3 separate regions of the Sus scrofa genome follow, and all the other regions are linked to region 2. A link is a contact called in public Hi-C and HiChIP or PLAC-seq data. All regions are on one chromosome and are shown on one strand. Each heading gives the region's core, a stretch centred on a gene start, on an enhancer-like site or on the middle of the called end of the contact. The rest is flanking DNA. Distances are from core to core; before and after follow the strand shown.

What was found. Hi-C and Micro-C count contacts between places; a contact is called where the count stands out from the background. HiChIP or PLAC-seq counts read pairs in DNA pulled down with a chosen protein or histone mark.
Region 1: an H3K27ac HiChIP or PLAC-seq map of alveolar macrophages shows a contact between it and region 2. The contact joins the promoter of MYBL2 here to the promoter of SRSF6 in region 2. A contact is called at or near these places in 1 of 5 promoter capture datasets (fetal liver), 7 of 47 Hi-C or Micro-C datasets (alveolar macrophages, blood, heart right ventricle and 2 more) and 1 of 2 datasets of contacts at active chromatin or transcription factors (alveolar macrophages).
Region 3: a Hi-C map of retroperitoneal adipose tissue shows a contact between it and region 2, with 1.7 times the contacts expected there. The contact joins the enhancer-like site here to the promoter of SRSF6 in region 2. A contact is called at or near these places in 2 of 5 promoter capture datasets (fetal liver and liver), 6 of 47 Hi-C or Micro-C datasets (alveolar macrophages, embryonic fibroblasts, liver and 3 more) and 1 of 2 datasets of contacts at active chromatin or transcription factors (alveolar macrophages).

Annotation. Positions count from the first base shown.
Region 1 is chr17:46,254,021-46,258,670 of Sscrofa11.1, reverse strand. It overlaps MYBL2 (MYB proto-oncogene like 2), which reads right to left and starts at 2,426. Exons shown (of 14, transcript NM_001244469.1): 1 at 2,198-2,426. The coding sequence starts at 2,217.
Region 2 is chr17:46,117,030-46,121,291 of Sscrofa11.1, reverse strand. SRSF6 (serine and arginine rich splicing factor 6) reads right to left here and starts at 1,680. Exons shown (of 6, transcript NM_001077217.1): 1 at 1,574-1,680; 2 at 1,201-1,349. The coding sequence starts at 1,680. LOC100520338 (a long non-coding RNA gene) reads left to right here and starts at 2,378. Exons shown (of 7, transcript XR_297849.3): 1 at 2,378-2,556.
Region 3 is chr17:46,277,454-46,282,264 of Sscrofa11.1, reverse strand. MYBL2 (MYB proto-oncogene like 2) reads right to left here. Exons shown (of 14, transcript NM_001244469.1): 8 at 4,305-4,730; 9 at 1,906-2,045. Among named protein-coding and RNA genes, the nearest start is that of GTSF1L, 18 kb to the left of the region's middle. Within about 2 kb of position 2,649, at least 4 of the 83 cell types and tissues checked have an H3K27ac peak or open chromatin away from gene starts, as enhancers often do. A contact at or near this core is called in retroperitoneal adipose tissue, where this site is marked.

The DNA.
Region 1 (4,650 bases), core at 1,177-3,676, 140 kb before region 2:
AAGACAAAAGACAAAAAAAAAAAAAAAAAAAAAAAAGAAATGTTAGCTCCATAACAGCTGGATTCAGGAATGAATGACTAAACAAGCAAAGCTGCTGCCTTTCAGTGGATAAGAAATGCTAATATAAGTAAATTTTTTAGAAGTAGCAAAGGAATCCAGCAATACACCAGTCACAAAAGGAGCTGGAATTCAGCCTTGTCTTGTCATTCCCAACCCAACTCAGGGGCAAATCCACAGCAAAGTAAGAGGCAAAAATTCTATAAGATACTAATAACAGGAGGAGCCTGGCTTGAAAAGCAACTGCCCCAGACTCCATTCTGACAGAAACAACAAAGAGGCAAAAATTCCACAAGATACTAATAACGGGAGGAGGCTGGCTTGAAAAGCAACTGCCCCAGACTCCATTCTGACAGAAACAATCTGTGGTTCTCCAGCACCTAGCTTCTAATAGAAGCTCAGCAAATGTTCCTTGGAGGATGAAAGGCTTTCTGTGTGGACACTCTGGTGCCCCAAGAGTGTATTTAATGGGACGGCTGGGAGAATTCTGTGAGGTAATGTACTTCTATCACCAACACGGTGCTAACAGTCTCCTTCACACACATTCTCACTATCCCCATTTAATAGATGTGAAAACTGAGGCTCGCAGGGATTATGCCCCTTGCCAAGTCCACAGAGCCAGGCTCCAAACCCCGCACCTTCATGTCCTCGTGTTGCAACCCCAGTCGGAAAAGCAGAGGCTAAGTCAGTGGGGGCAAGCACGGGTCGGTCCAACACAGCCTCTCTGTGCCCTCCCTTCCATGTGCTGGGCTCTGCTCCAGGTGGGGTGAGTCAGAAGCTGAGCAGGAAGTAGAGCACTGGTGCATTGGAGGGTTACGGCGAGTGGCCGGGAATCAAACTGAATGCTGTGGGGTTCCAGGGTGCAGAATCCATCCCTCACCTGGGAGAGGGGGGGATCCTCCACTGAGCCCCAAGGGAGAAGTGGCAGAGGACTGAGGTGGGGCTGTCCAGGGCTTTGCTGTTGCCTGGAGTAACACTTCCTGAACCAGAAATCAGGACAGGGCCTGACACAAGTACCTGCCCATAAAACAACAACTCCTGGGAATTAGAGCTGCCCTGGGAAATCGTGGCCTGAGGAAGACACACCCGGAGCCTGACCACTGCCCAGGGACCAGATGCTTCCTCGCTGAGAGGAACTCTGGGGAAAGCCAGTAACCATTACTTCTCTATGGGCTGGGCCTGAGAGGCCAACACCATCTGCGGGGGTTGGGGTGGGGGTGGGGGTGGGGGGGGTATGGTTATTTGGGCTGCACGAATCCAGGGAGGGAGCAGGGCAGAACCCCGTGGTCTTCCACGACTCCCAGACTGGGTGAGAAGCCCAGAGCCCAGGCACCGGGCGCAGAGGTGTACGACAGGGACCTGGAGCCCCCAGACGTGGATCCTGGCTTGCCTCTGCCACTCAATCTCTTGGAGGGATACGTAAAATGGAGACCGCAGTTCTTGCCTCGGCTCTGGGGGCTGCTGGCTCAGAGCGGGCTCCACACACATCAGTCTCTTTTACCCTCGCTCTCAACCCCAGCGGCCCCAAACTCATGTGTAACTGGAAGGCAGGTCTCCGAAACTAAACCGAGTTGGGGCCCGGAACCCAGGTGGCGGAGGACAAAAGAGTCCCTCCCCACCCCAGCATCCTTCCCAGGTCGAGGGAGAGAGCTCGAGGCGCTCTGTGCTTCCCAGAACATTAAGAAATGCCCACCGGCAGATCCGAACCCCCAAAGGCTGGAACGACAAGTGTCTTTCAACCTTTGGCCTCCCGCTCGCTTCCACTTGGAGAATCACTTCTCCACAGGTCGCCTCTCTCCTCGGTAAAGGCCGGCTGACACCGCCGTCCCACCCCCATCCCGCAATTAGGCGGGAGACAAAATGACATCATGCAAGGCTTGGCCCGGGTCCCAGGAGACCTGCCCGCCCCGGCTCCGAGGCCCAGCAGGCCCGGGTGGCAGAGTGAGGGGCCGCGGAGAGACCCTCGGCTTCACGCGCGCCCTCGCGTCAGGCGACCCAGAACGCTGCGTTTCCTGCCAACCCTACCGCGGACCAGCCCAGAAGGGCCACGACGAAGGTGGGGGTGGGGACAGAGGTCGGGGTGAAGGGAGATGGGGTCTGGGGAGGGGGGAGGGGCCCTCAGCAGCCCGGCTCCGCTCACCCGCGCGTCCGCCGAGACATCCCCCCGGCCCGGGCCGCGCCGCGCTCGCCCGCCCGCCGGCTGAGCCCGGAGCGGGAGCCGGGCCGGGGTCAATGTACGAGCTGCTCCGGCCGCTCCTGGCCCCGAGGCCGTGATGCGATGCGTCAGCGTGGCCGGAGGTCCCGCTGCGGCTCGAAGTGGCTGCGACCGCCGCCGCCGCCGCCGGCGCGCACAGAAGAACTTTTCTATCTCCCGCCAAGCGCGTCGGCGCCGCCCGGGCCTGGCGCGCGGGCGGGCTGGCGTGCGCGTGGGCGGGGCCAGCGGACGGGAGGGCGGGGCCGCGGGTTGCGCGTGGGGCGGGGCTGAGGGCGGGGGCTGCTCAGGGGCGGGGCCGAGGGCGGGAGGACAGTGCTCTAGGCAGATCACGGAAGCCCCAGGACAGGGAGGGTGTGGGTTAGGCTCTGAACCCGCAGTCAGATGATTTGAGGCCTGGCCTGAGACCAGAGTGATCCCGGAGACCCTGGAGGAAAGACTGAGAAGTGAGCCCCAAGGATGGGAGAGTGAGGCGAGGGAGATGGCCTGTAGGAAAACCCCAGCGTTAATCCAAGCCTGTCCTGCATCCCTACAGCCCCCACCCCAAAGAGGCCCCTCACCCCACCAAGACCAAGGCTGCACCGTGGAACCATCTCCCTGCTTCCAATCCGGCTTCGAATTCAATGGTTCCAGCTCCTCACCTGGACTCCTGGCAGCTCAAAGAGAGCCTCCCAAACCTGATCTTGCCTCTCCAGAATGTATAAATTCAGTCCTCTCCCTCAGGGTAAAACACTCCATAATCAGGCTTATAGAATTCCACCAGATCACCACCCTGCCCCAAACCAAAGAAAACTTGCTAGCCTCCTGGCCTTTGCTTGGGCCAGGAACACTTCCCACTCCTCTCACCTGACTAGTTCCTGTTTATCCTTAGGTCCTTGGTTACAATCTGCTTGTTGGCTTCTGTGTTTCCCAGTTTGAACTATGGGCTTGCCAAGATCCAAGTGGTCCCTCAACTCACAACAGTATCCCCAGTGCCCAGAATTTAGCTGTTGTATTGAATTCCCTTTACCACATGCTTAAACTCCTAGAGGCTTAGCCAGGATTTTCCATTTTAAGTTGCCACTTACAGTTTACCTCCTGAGTTTCACGGCACATTATGAAGGAGTGCCGAGAGGAAGGTAAATGAAGTATGAGCCAGGAGCCTTGGGGGATCTTGCTGACCCTCAGCCTCTTAGCCATGGCTTATGCCTCAGATCTCTCTTCCAGAAACTTCTGGCCACTTAGGGACAGTCCAGCCAGCTGCTGCAAACCTCATTTACCACAGAGGAACACTGACATCTTACATGTTAGAAGCTTCCATATCAATTAATTCAGGGCTTCCCCCCCATAAAGTAATTCAGGTAGACACCCCCTCTTCATTGCTAGAGCATAATAATTAAGAGTACAGACTCTATAGCCAGGTTTCCTAGGGTTTGATTCCCAGCTCCATCATTTACTGGTTGTGTGATCATAGGCAATTTTTTTTTTCCGGTCTTTTTAGGGCTGCACCCACGGCATATGAGGGTCCCAGGCTAGGGGTCGAATCCGAGCTGTAGCTGCCGGCCTCTGCCACAGCCACAGCCACGCCAGATCCGAGCCTCATCTGTGACCTACACCACAGCTCATGGCAATGCCGGATCCTTAACCCACTGAGGGAGGCCAGGGATCGAACCCTAAACCTCATGGTTCCTCGTCACATTTGTTTCTGCTGCACCACGACGGGAACACCTATAGGCAAATCATTCAACTCCTCTGTGCCTCAGTTTCCTCACCTATAAGAATGAGATTTATCAGAGTTCCCTGGTGGCTCAGCAGGTTAAGGACCTGGGGTTTTTACTGCTGTGGTTCAAGTCACCACTGTGTTGAAGTTTTGATCCCTGGCCTGGGAACTTGTGCGTGTTGCAAACATGGCCAAAAATTTTTTTTTAATGAGATTTATCAAAAACTTAGATAACTTTTACTATGTGCCACCCACTATTCGGCATGCTTTATAAATTTTTATTCATTTAATCCTCATAACAACCCTATGAGGTAGTATTAGTCTGATCTTCTTTTGGGAGATGGGGACACTGAGACAGACCTCCCCCAGGTCACATTGCTAGTAAATGGCAAAGCAGAGATTCAAACCTGGCCTGTCAAGTCCTACAGTCTATGCCCTTAATCACTACATTGGTACTGACTTTGTGGGGGTGGTTGTAGGATTCAATAAATTAATACATGTAAACCAATGAGAACAATCCTTGGCACATAATAAATACTACATTACTTTTAGTTATTATCATTATTATCCATCATCATTATTTTAACTCTGCAGCTGCTCTCATGCTTGTCCTTTGAGGTCTAGGAAGCTGCTTTGCACAAAGCACACACTCTGACATTGATTATTAGTTCCATTTCAAGAG
Region 2 (4,262 bases), core at 431-2,930:
GGAGTAGGACTTTGCTATTATATTGCTAAACCTTCGATACAGTTGTGATTTGCCATAAATTAAATTAAGGGCAAGTCAAATAGACTAAATCCAACTAAACTTCTCCTACAATCTGTTAGAGAGTGACTGCTCCTTTATTCAATTTACCTCGCTAAGTTTTATTTTACAGAACATTGTAAAATATAAAACTTAACTGATTACATGCATTTCTACATTTTACAAAAATGTTTACTAGTTACACTAAGTACTTACATCACAGTGTGAGGTTTTTGGTGGTGGTTTGGCCACAAAACACGCAAGGTAACAGTCACCTAGTTCAGATTAACCAGTTTTGTCTAACCCTCGGAATCCTCACCATCACCCTGCGTCTAATGGCAAAAGGCTGCTGTCGTCATGGCTTCCGGTAAGGTCAGCCAAAGGGTCATAGGGCAAGGGTCACACAATGTATGGAAAAGCCAAGGCCAATCAGGAAAGGCAGTCATCTTAGCCTCAGTGGACACAGCCTCAGCCCCATTGGTCACTTTCAAATTGAAACATCAAGGACTTGTTAAAAAGTTTGAATTCAACATGCAACAATTTCAACATCAAACATTTAACATAACCAAAATCCCCCCACCTCCTCCCCATAACATGCCCCAACTAGTTCAAATATAGCATAAAGCTCATTTAGATCTACTTTGTGGTACAATACCACATTACGTCAAAATAACATTTTCTTTGGCCCCTGCCAATTTTAATAACTTTAAGTCCTAAGCTTCAAACTCCACCCCTTCCCCCGCCCCCAACCCCACCTCCACCCCAGCCTGTCCCCAAACCTCCATGCTAAATCATTCACATTTCTACCTAATGCACTGACAGGTAAGCGAGGGAGATACAAGTACAGCCAACCCTCGCTTCCTCCGTAGGCAGAGCCCACGACAGTGCTGACAGGGGCCCAGCACACGTTACCCCCTCCCGACTAAGCAACTCCCGCCCCCAAACACACAAACTCCCGCTAGGCAAAACCCACCACCCAATCCCCGCGCTCCGGCGTCCCGTGGCTTTCCCGGGCAGGCGTGAAGGCAGCGGGCCCCGGGGACACCCGAGTCAAGCGACCCGGGCCAACGCGCCTGCCCGGCTGGGAGGCCCCACCCCGCCCCCCTAAGCCTGCACCCGCCCCCGGGGTCCCAAGGACACGGAGCGCGCGGGGGTGGGACTCACTGCGGCTTCCGTAGCTGTAGCCGTCGCGATCGCGGCGCGGGCCCCGGGCGTGCTCCACGATCACGCGCTCGCCGCAGAGCTCCTTGCCGTTCAGCTCGTAAACGGCGTCGTCGGCGTCGCGGGAGTCCTCGAACTCCACGAAGCCGTACCTGAGGGCGGCGCGAGGGCCGGAGACCGGCGGACGTCGTTAGGCCGGGGGCGCGCACGCGCGCTGCTCCCGCTCCTCGCGCGCTCCCGCGGCCCCGCGCGGCCGCCATCTTGGCGGCCCTGCCACGCGGCACCGCGGCCTTGGCCGTCTCCTCCCTCCGATGGGCCCTGCCGCCGTAGGCCCGCGGCGCTGCGGGCGGACGCGGGCGCCCAGCCTCCGACTCACCCATTTTTAAGGTCAATTTCGAGAAGGCGGCCATAGCCGCTGAAAAAGCGCTGGATGTCCTTCTCCCGGACGTTGTAGCTCAGGCGTCCTATGTAGACGCGCGGCATGTCCGTGGCGGGCGAGGGGCCCGAGGGCTGGCTGTCGAACGACGAACCGCAAGGCAGAAGCCGCGGTGCGGGTGCGGGGACGGCAAAAGCCCGGACACGCGCCTCACACCGCAGTGGCGGCCGAGTCCAGCCACACAATGGTGCGCGCGCGCCTGGGCTACGCTATAAGGGCGAGCGGCCAGGGGCGGGGCCCGGCGCGTGACGTCAACGCGCAGCACGTACCCTCCCGCGCTGAAGCGCGGAGCGCGAGAGTGACTTGCGGGACCTCCGCGCTCCAAGTTTCAGGGAAGTGCGGTTCTATTCGCTCACCGAACTTTCTCCACACATCTTTGTAGACGTCGTATCCCGTCGTCCAGTCAAGGACTTGTTTTCTAATCTGTACCTTAAAAAAAACTTCCTCTGTGAGTTCTCTCCGGGACTCGCGCTTGGGAGGCCGGCTAGGAAAATCCCTCTTTTCATTGGTTATCGAGGTTGTCACTATAGGCCTCCCTGGTCTCTGATTGGTTTTGGGAACGAGGCTGCAAATTTCCCCTATGGATCGCTCAGCTTGCGCTCTGCCTAGTGTAGAAGGCGTTCTCCACACGGTTAGCTGCCTATTTCCACAGAATCCGAAGTTAGCGCTCTGAGGTCGTGGTGACGCGGTCGGGAGCGCACGGTACTGCTGGCTTCTATCCCTCGTGGTCCCACTTCACCGCCTCCTTTTACGGCCACCTGTCCTTCCAGGGGGTCTTTCTTGGAGCACCGTCACCTGGAGTCACCTGTAGATTGAGGTGTGCATGGCAACCCCCCCGGCTCGCTGCGGGTGCTGGAAAAGGGAGGCGGGCCAAGGCCTCCGGCCCAGAAAGTTGAGCAAGACCTGGCAACCTTCCCACAGAGGTACGCTCATTTTCTCCCCCGTGTGGAGAGGCCGTAGTCCCAACGCGATCCCTTCCCATTATCTATACCGCAAAAACACGCACATTTTGGAGTTTACCACTAGAGTTGCCAGTTAAAGCTGGCGAATTAGATGAAAACCAGGAGTAAAGTTTAAGTGGAGAGCAGAAGACCCTGGCGTCGTCTTGGAACTTAAGTAAGGGGAAGGAGTGCCTGGAGAGGTGGAGAAAAGAGCCCGAGGGCGTTGTGTCACACTAGCTGAGGGGAAAGGGCGTTGCCGCGATAATACTGGCTGTGTACGTATTTCTGTATATTCCAGCGCTTCGGGAGCAAGGCAGCCTTGCACTCTACAGCTTCTAGTTGGAAGGTGGCAGTTTTGCCCCCCGGGGGACATTTGGCAAAGTCAGGGGGTCTGACAGTTGTGACGACGGGGGGAGGGGGAGTGTTAATAACTGGCGGCTAGTGGTAGAGGCTACGCTCAGCTTAAAGTTAGGTGAATAAAACGTATTGATAGATCTTTAAAAAAAATTAGTGGGTCGTGATAATTAGGGAAAGGAGGATTAACAATGGGATAACATTTTTTTTCACCCTTCGAACTGTCAATATTTTAAAGTTTGTTAAAATTCACTATTGGCAAGAGGTGAACCAGGAAATGCTACTCTGAACATTCCTTTGGGGAAGGTAATGGGGCTACTTACTAAAGATGCATATGGGGAATGGGGTGTCACCTCCTCTCTCCTTGCAGTTCATTTGTCCAGAAAGAAAAATGCAACTGATGCCATTTCGGCGCTCTCTCACCTCTTTCTCCAGAGCCCAGTGGCTACTCTTAACAAAAAATTTGAATAGCGATGATAATATTTGGTACTCTCAGATATCATTATTGAAGGGACTGTTGGGCCATCCACATTCTGTGGACTCTTGCTGATAATCTCACTCACCTCTGTTGACATTTTGGAAGAAAAAGTCAAAGGAGAAAAGATGAATGCAGCATGGGATCTATCTCATTTCTTTAGACTCTGTGGCAGTGTCTGAAGTGTCTTTAGACATGATGGCAGATAAAATCAGTACTTTTGAAAGGTAACTGCAGGAGTCTTTCAGCCAGAGAGAGGAGCCTCAATCTGACCCAGAAGAGAGTTAATAACTTCAAATCTGTAATTGCCCAGATTGTAAAGTACAGCCTAGAGCTGGGCACACTTGTGGTTTTCAAGCTATTGGATATTTTTACATGTATTAATCAGAAACCAAAGGTATTTCCCAAGTACTGTGTGATTCAAAGTGATGTAAGCTGGATTCTGATAGGTTTTTCTGTTTTATACCTAAAAAATGTATCATTCTGGGGCTGTCATATTAATTGGATTTTGGGAAAACATGGCACCTCAAGTGGGTGGAGTGGAATGCCTTGTAGCAAACAATGGCCCCAGGCTGAATCAGGCCTGCCTCACGTTTCATAAATAAAATTCTACCTTTATGGTTGAGCAGGCCACAACCACTTACTTACCTATTGTCTGTAACCCACAACCACAGTACTGAATAGCAGAGATTGCCCACAAAACCTAATGTGTTTACAAGCTGGTTCTTTACAGAAAAAGTCTGCCTACCTTTGGTCCATGTTGTAAAGATGCCTGTGGTATGTTGTTGAGTAAAAAAGGCTAGTTTTAATATATGCATGGTTTCATTTTTTTGTTTGTTTGTTTGTTTTTTGTCTCTTG
Region 3 (4,811 bases), core at 1,400-3,899, 160 kb before region 2:
AAAGACCAGCTGCCCGGCCTCAGGCTGCCCATGATTCCCATACCCTCAACAAAACTACAGACCCACAGATCCAAGCAGCTCTATGAACACCAAAGATAAGAAAAAAAGAAAAATGCATCACAGTGCTTCCGAATCAAACTGTTCAAAACTGACGATAAAATAGTACAAAAGCCCCAAGACAGGAGAGCATCATCTTTAAAGCAAGGAGAAATATTGCCGACCTAGAATTTGATACCCAGCAAAATCTCTCTCAAAAATTAAGGCAACTTTTCCGATACAGAAAAGCTGGAAAAACTCACCACCAGCAGGCCCACACTACAATGTAAAAGCGTGATCTTCAGACAGAAGGAACGATGTGCATCTACAGAGGAACAAAGAGCACTGGGACTGCTTCTTAGTGTGGGAGAACCCACAGAGGCTGATGCAGCAGCAGCGGATTAGGAATATGGAGGAGAAGGTAGGGGAAAGAGAGGTATTCACTCCTTTTGTGGTTTTAACTCTTTAAGAGCTTAGATTTAACGTCCAGGATTTTGGCTTGAATAGAGAATCATTTCTCATGAAACCTACTTATGGTAAATTTTAGACCAACCATTGAGAGGCTGATTTCTTTTTTTTTTTTTTTTTTTTTTTTGGTCTTTTTCTAGGGCCGCACCCATGGCATATGGAGGTTCCCAGGCTAGGGGTCTAATCGGAGCTGTTGCTGCCGGCCTACACCACAGCCACAGCAAACGCCAGATCCGAGCCTCGTCTGCAACCTACACCACAGCTCAAGGTAACACTGGATCCTTAACCCACTGAGCGAGGCCAGGGATCAAACCCGCAACCTCATGGTTCCTAGTCAGATTCGTTTCCACTGTGCCATCACGGGAACTCCAAGAGGCTGATTTCTGATGAAAGGATTCTGACATTTTTTTCTGAAATCATGTAAATCATTACAAAGACTATAATTCCTGAGCTGAGGAGTTCCTGTCGTGGCTCAGTAGAAATGAATCTGACTAGCATCCATAAGGATGCAGGTTCGATCTCTGGCCTCACTCAGTGGGTTAAGGATCCGGCACTGCTGTGAGCTGTGGTGCAGGCCAGCAGCTACAGCTCTGATTTGACCCCTAGCCTGGGAACTTCTATGTGCCACAGGTGTGGCTCTATAAAAGACAGGAAAAAAAAAAAAAAAAAAAAAGACATTCCTAAACTGATTCCTGAGTTACAACTTAACTGGTGAAACAGAAATAGCAGTGCTTCTCCCCAGCAGATGTAACAAGCAGAAGAGCAGTTAAGCAACTCCCTCTACCCTGGAATTCAAGAGTCATATGACACAAGAAGTCAACTTATTGTGAAAGCACCTCCACAGAAGCTCACAGGTGAGCAACCTGCACAGGCTTGAAGGTGAAGTGTGTGCTTCCTAAGCTCAAAAGCCAGGGGCACGACCATCCCTCCTGATGAAGCACCAGAGACAGAGAGAACCAGGGGCCCTTGTGTCCTTCACATGGGCCCCTCGAACACAGTGGCTCTGCACATGAAACTTATAAAGGATGCAGAAATCACATCTTTCATGGCAAGGTCAACCCTCCCTTTCTGAGATCAGAAAACCATCAAATTAAAGAAATAAAAATGGGGAAATTCCCTGGTGGTCTAGTGGTTAGGACTCAGCACTTTCACCCCTGAGGTTCAATCCCTGGTCTGGGAACTGAGATCCCACATGAAACCGCTGCACTAGGTGGCCAAAAACAAACAAACAAAAAAACAAACAAAGGTGAAGCATCAGCCGATGCTGACAAAAGTGAAGAGGAATGGGGACCAGGAGGAGGCTGCCTTCTTGAGACAGTCGCAGGTGTTTTTCCAAGGTGTCCCTCCCCAGAGTCTCCCCCAGGCTGGCCACGCTGGGGGAGGGGCCGGCCCGGCACTCACGCGGCGTGTTTCTGGTGCAGGGGTGTCTTGTCCCGGTGCAGCGGTGTAGTGACTACCACTTTCTGGCTGCACACGGGGGTGGACGTCAGCGACGGGCTTTCCAGCTCCAGTGTGTCCTGTTTGTTCCAGAAGTTCAGAAACTGCCAGGAAAACAGGAAACAAGACAACGTGATGACCTAAGAACTCCCAGCCAGCAGGCACTAGAGAGCAAAGGCCAGGACAGTCCAGCAGCAGGGCTGAGTAGACCCCGGGCCTGGCATCACCATCCTCCCTTTGCAGGAAGTCCACCTCCCACCCCCACGTGCTACTGACAGACGTACTTAAGGCAAAGACGGCTGGTTGAGACCAGCTCCTTTTCAGAAGGAAAAAAATAGCTCTTATGTGATCCGTGACAGACAGGGGTTGATGATGATGGAGGCGGTGACATTAACAGACACACCTTCTCACGCCAGAGCAAAGCAATGCACAGTGAGAATCTCACGTAGTTTTCACAGATCCTCTGAGATGTCCATACTATTATGATTCCCCTTTTACAGATTTGGATTCTGTAAGGTTTGGATTCTGGCCCTGGATGCTAGAGGAGGGACTCCAACCCAGCTCTGAGCCAAGTCTGAGGACCACCTCTGCCCTGAAAGTGCCCTTGGACGCGCGGGGCCACCTGCAGCCCTCAGGCCCAATGCCCTTGATGGGCTTCCTGAGCAGGGCAGCTGCACTCCCACACCCTGGGCTGCTGTCTGGGCAGCTCTGACCTGGCTTTCTTCTCTCTCCAGATAGCAGCCCTCCCATGAGGCCCACTGTGGGCTGAAGTGTGCTCTTCCCAAAGTCACATGCTGACACCCTAACCCCCGGTACCTCAGGCTGTGCCCATATTTGGAGGTGGGGCCTTTAGAGAGGTGATCACGGTAAAACGAGGTCACATGGGTGGGCCCTGACCCAGGAAGACTGGTGTCCTTAGAAGCTGATCAAAGAAGGCGAGAGATTATAAGAGCAAGAGGTCAGGAATGCAGACCCTGTGGGAAGACCGTGGGAAGACACAGCAAGGAGACCACCATGGAGAAGCCCGAGAGGCAGGAGAAGAACCCTCCCTGACCACACCTCCATCTTGGGCTTCCAGCCTCTGGAATTAGGAAAATAAGTCCATTGTTTCAGCCACCCTGTGTATCATACTTTGTCACGGCAGCCCTAGCAAACTAATGCAGGGCCCTTACAGACACACCACAGACAGACAGCCTGACACGTGGGCCTGGCCTCAGTCCCTCAACAGCAGATGAGGGGTGGCCCCTGGAAACGTGCCACCTCTGGGCCTCACTTTCTCTTTGTTTTCTGGCCACGCCTGTAGTACATGGAAGTTCCTGGGCTAGGGATCGAACCCAAGCCACAGTTGTGACAAGTCCTTAACTTGCTGAGCCACCAGGGAACTCCTGGGCCTCACTTTCTCCTGTCCTCAGAGGAGGGAGAGCCATTCCTCCAGTCCAACCGCCCCTATGGCCCGCAGTGCAGTGCATTCTACTTGCCCAGGCTGTATCTAAGACCCTCCAAGGCCCCTGGTCCATCCCCCCCCCACCGCCCCCGGCCTCCCGATCCATCATTCCTCCTGGCCCCCATCCTGACCCTAGCCCTGCTCCCCCAGTCCCCCCACCCATCACTCCTAGCTCTGGACTTCACACCACACTCTACTCTCCCCTGACTCTATGCCTTTATTCAAGTCCATCAATGGACCAACAACCCCCAGCTGAGACACCACTGAGTGCCTCCCCACTCTAGGAAAGACGGGGTCCCCTCAACACTGTGTCTACCACAAGCAGCGCCTGGGTAGTACTCAACACAAGGCGCTCTCAAGGCAGTAACTGCTTTCCCACCTGCCACGTTCCCCGAACCAGCCATCCTCTCCAGGGCAGGGCTGGGCCACGGGCCCTTCGTTCCGCGGGGCTGGCATATGGGCTATGATATCGGTGCTCAGCAACCCATTCTTACACATGCGCCGTCCTCCTCCCTTCTGGCCCAGTTATCCCCCGCCCCTGGCGCCAGCACCCCCTCCTGCTCACAGGGCCCTTCCTGGCTGACACACTCCTGTGGACACACATCCTGGCTGACACACTCCTGTGGACACACATCCTGGCTGACACACTCCCGGGGACACACCCCCCCCCCCAGATGCAGCTAATGTACCACAAGCCTCCTTCACTCCCTTTGTCATGTTCATGTGGATCCTTTTTTCCTAACTCATCTTCCTATCAGCAGGTAAGCTGCATAAGGGCAGGGCCAGGCCTGTTTTTCCTCTCCTGCGTCTGCAGCACTGGGCCCAGGGCCTCACACAGAGCAGACTCTAAACCAGCACGTAGGGGCCCTGGGGCACTGTCACCGGCGCCCAGTGAACAGTTGGGGTAGGGTCCACACACCTGGGAGGGCGAGAAGGGCAGGGTCTTGACGGGTGTGCTCTTCGGGGTGAGGCTGTTGCAGGAGTCCAGGAAGGACAGGCTGGCGCTGTTCTCGGTGACGGGGGACAGGGCGACACGCCTCTTCTTCTGCCGCTTGAGCACTGAGGGCGGCGTGCCAAGGCCCGAGCCCCCCACGTCAGTGCTGGGGGAGATGGGGATCAGCTCGCCCCGGCTGCTCCGGCTCAGGTCCGAGATGGTGTGGCCATCCAGGCGGTACTCGGTCACACTGGGCACCATGATGGTGGCGGCAGCAGCCTGGCGGGGCGCTGGGGCCTGCTGCTCCTGCTGCAATGGTTGTGGCTGCCCTGGGCTGCTGTCCACGCTGCCCTCTGCAGACGGCTCCTCGGGGAGGTCAAATTTACTCAGGTCACACCAGGCGTCAGGGTCCTGCCCAGAGAGGGGGGTTAGGAATCTCTGCTTCTCTACCAGCTGATACCACAGGACTGATTCATTAAAGGAAAAAACACA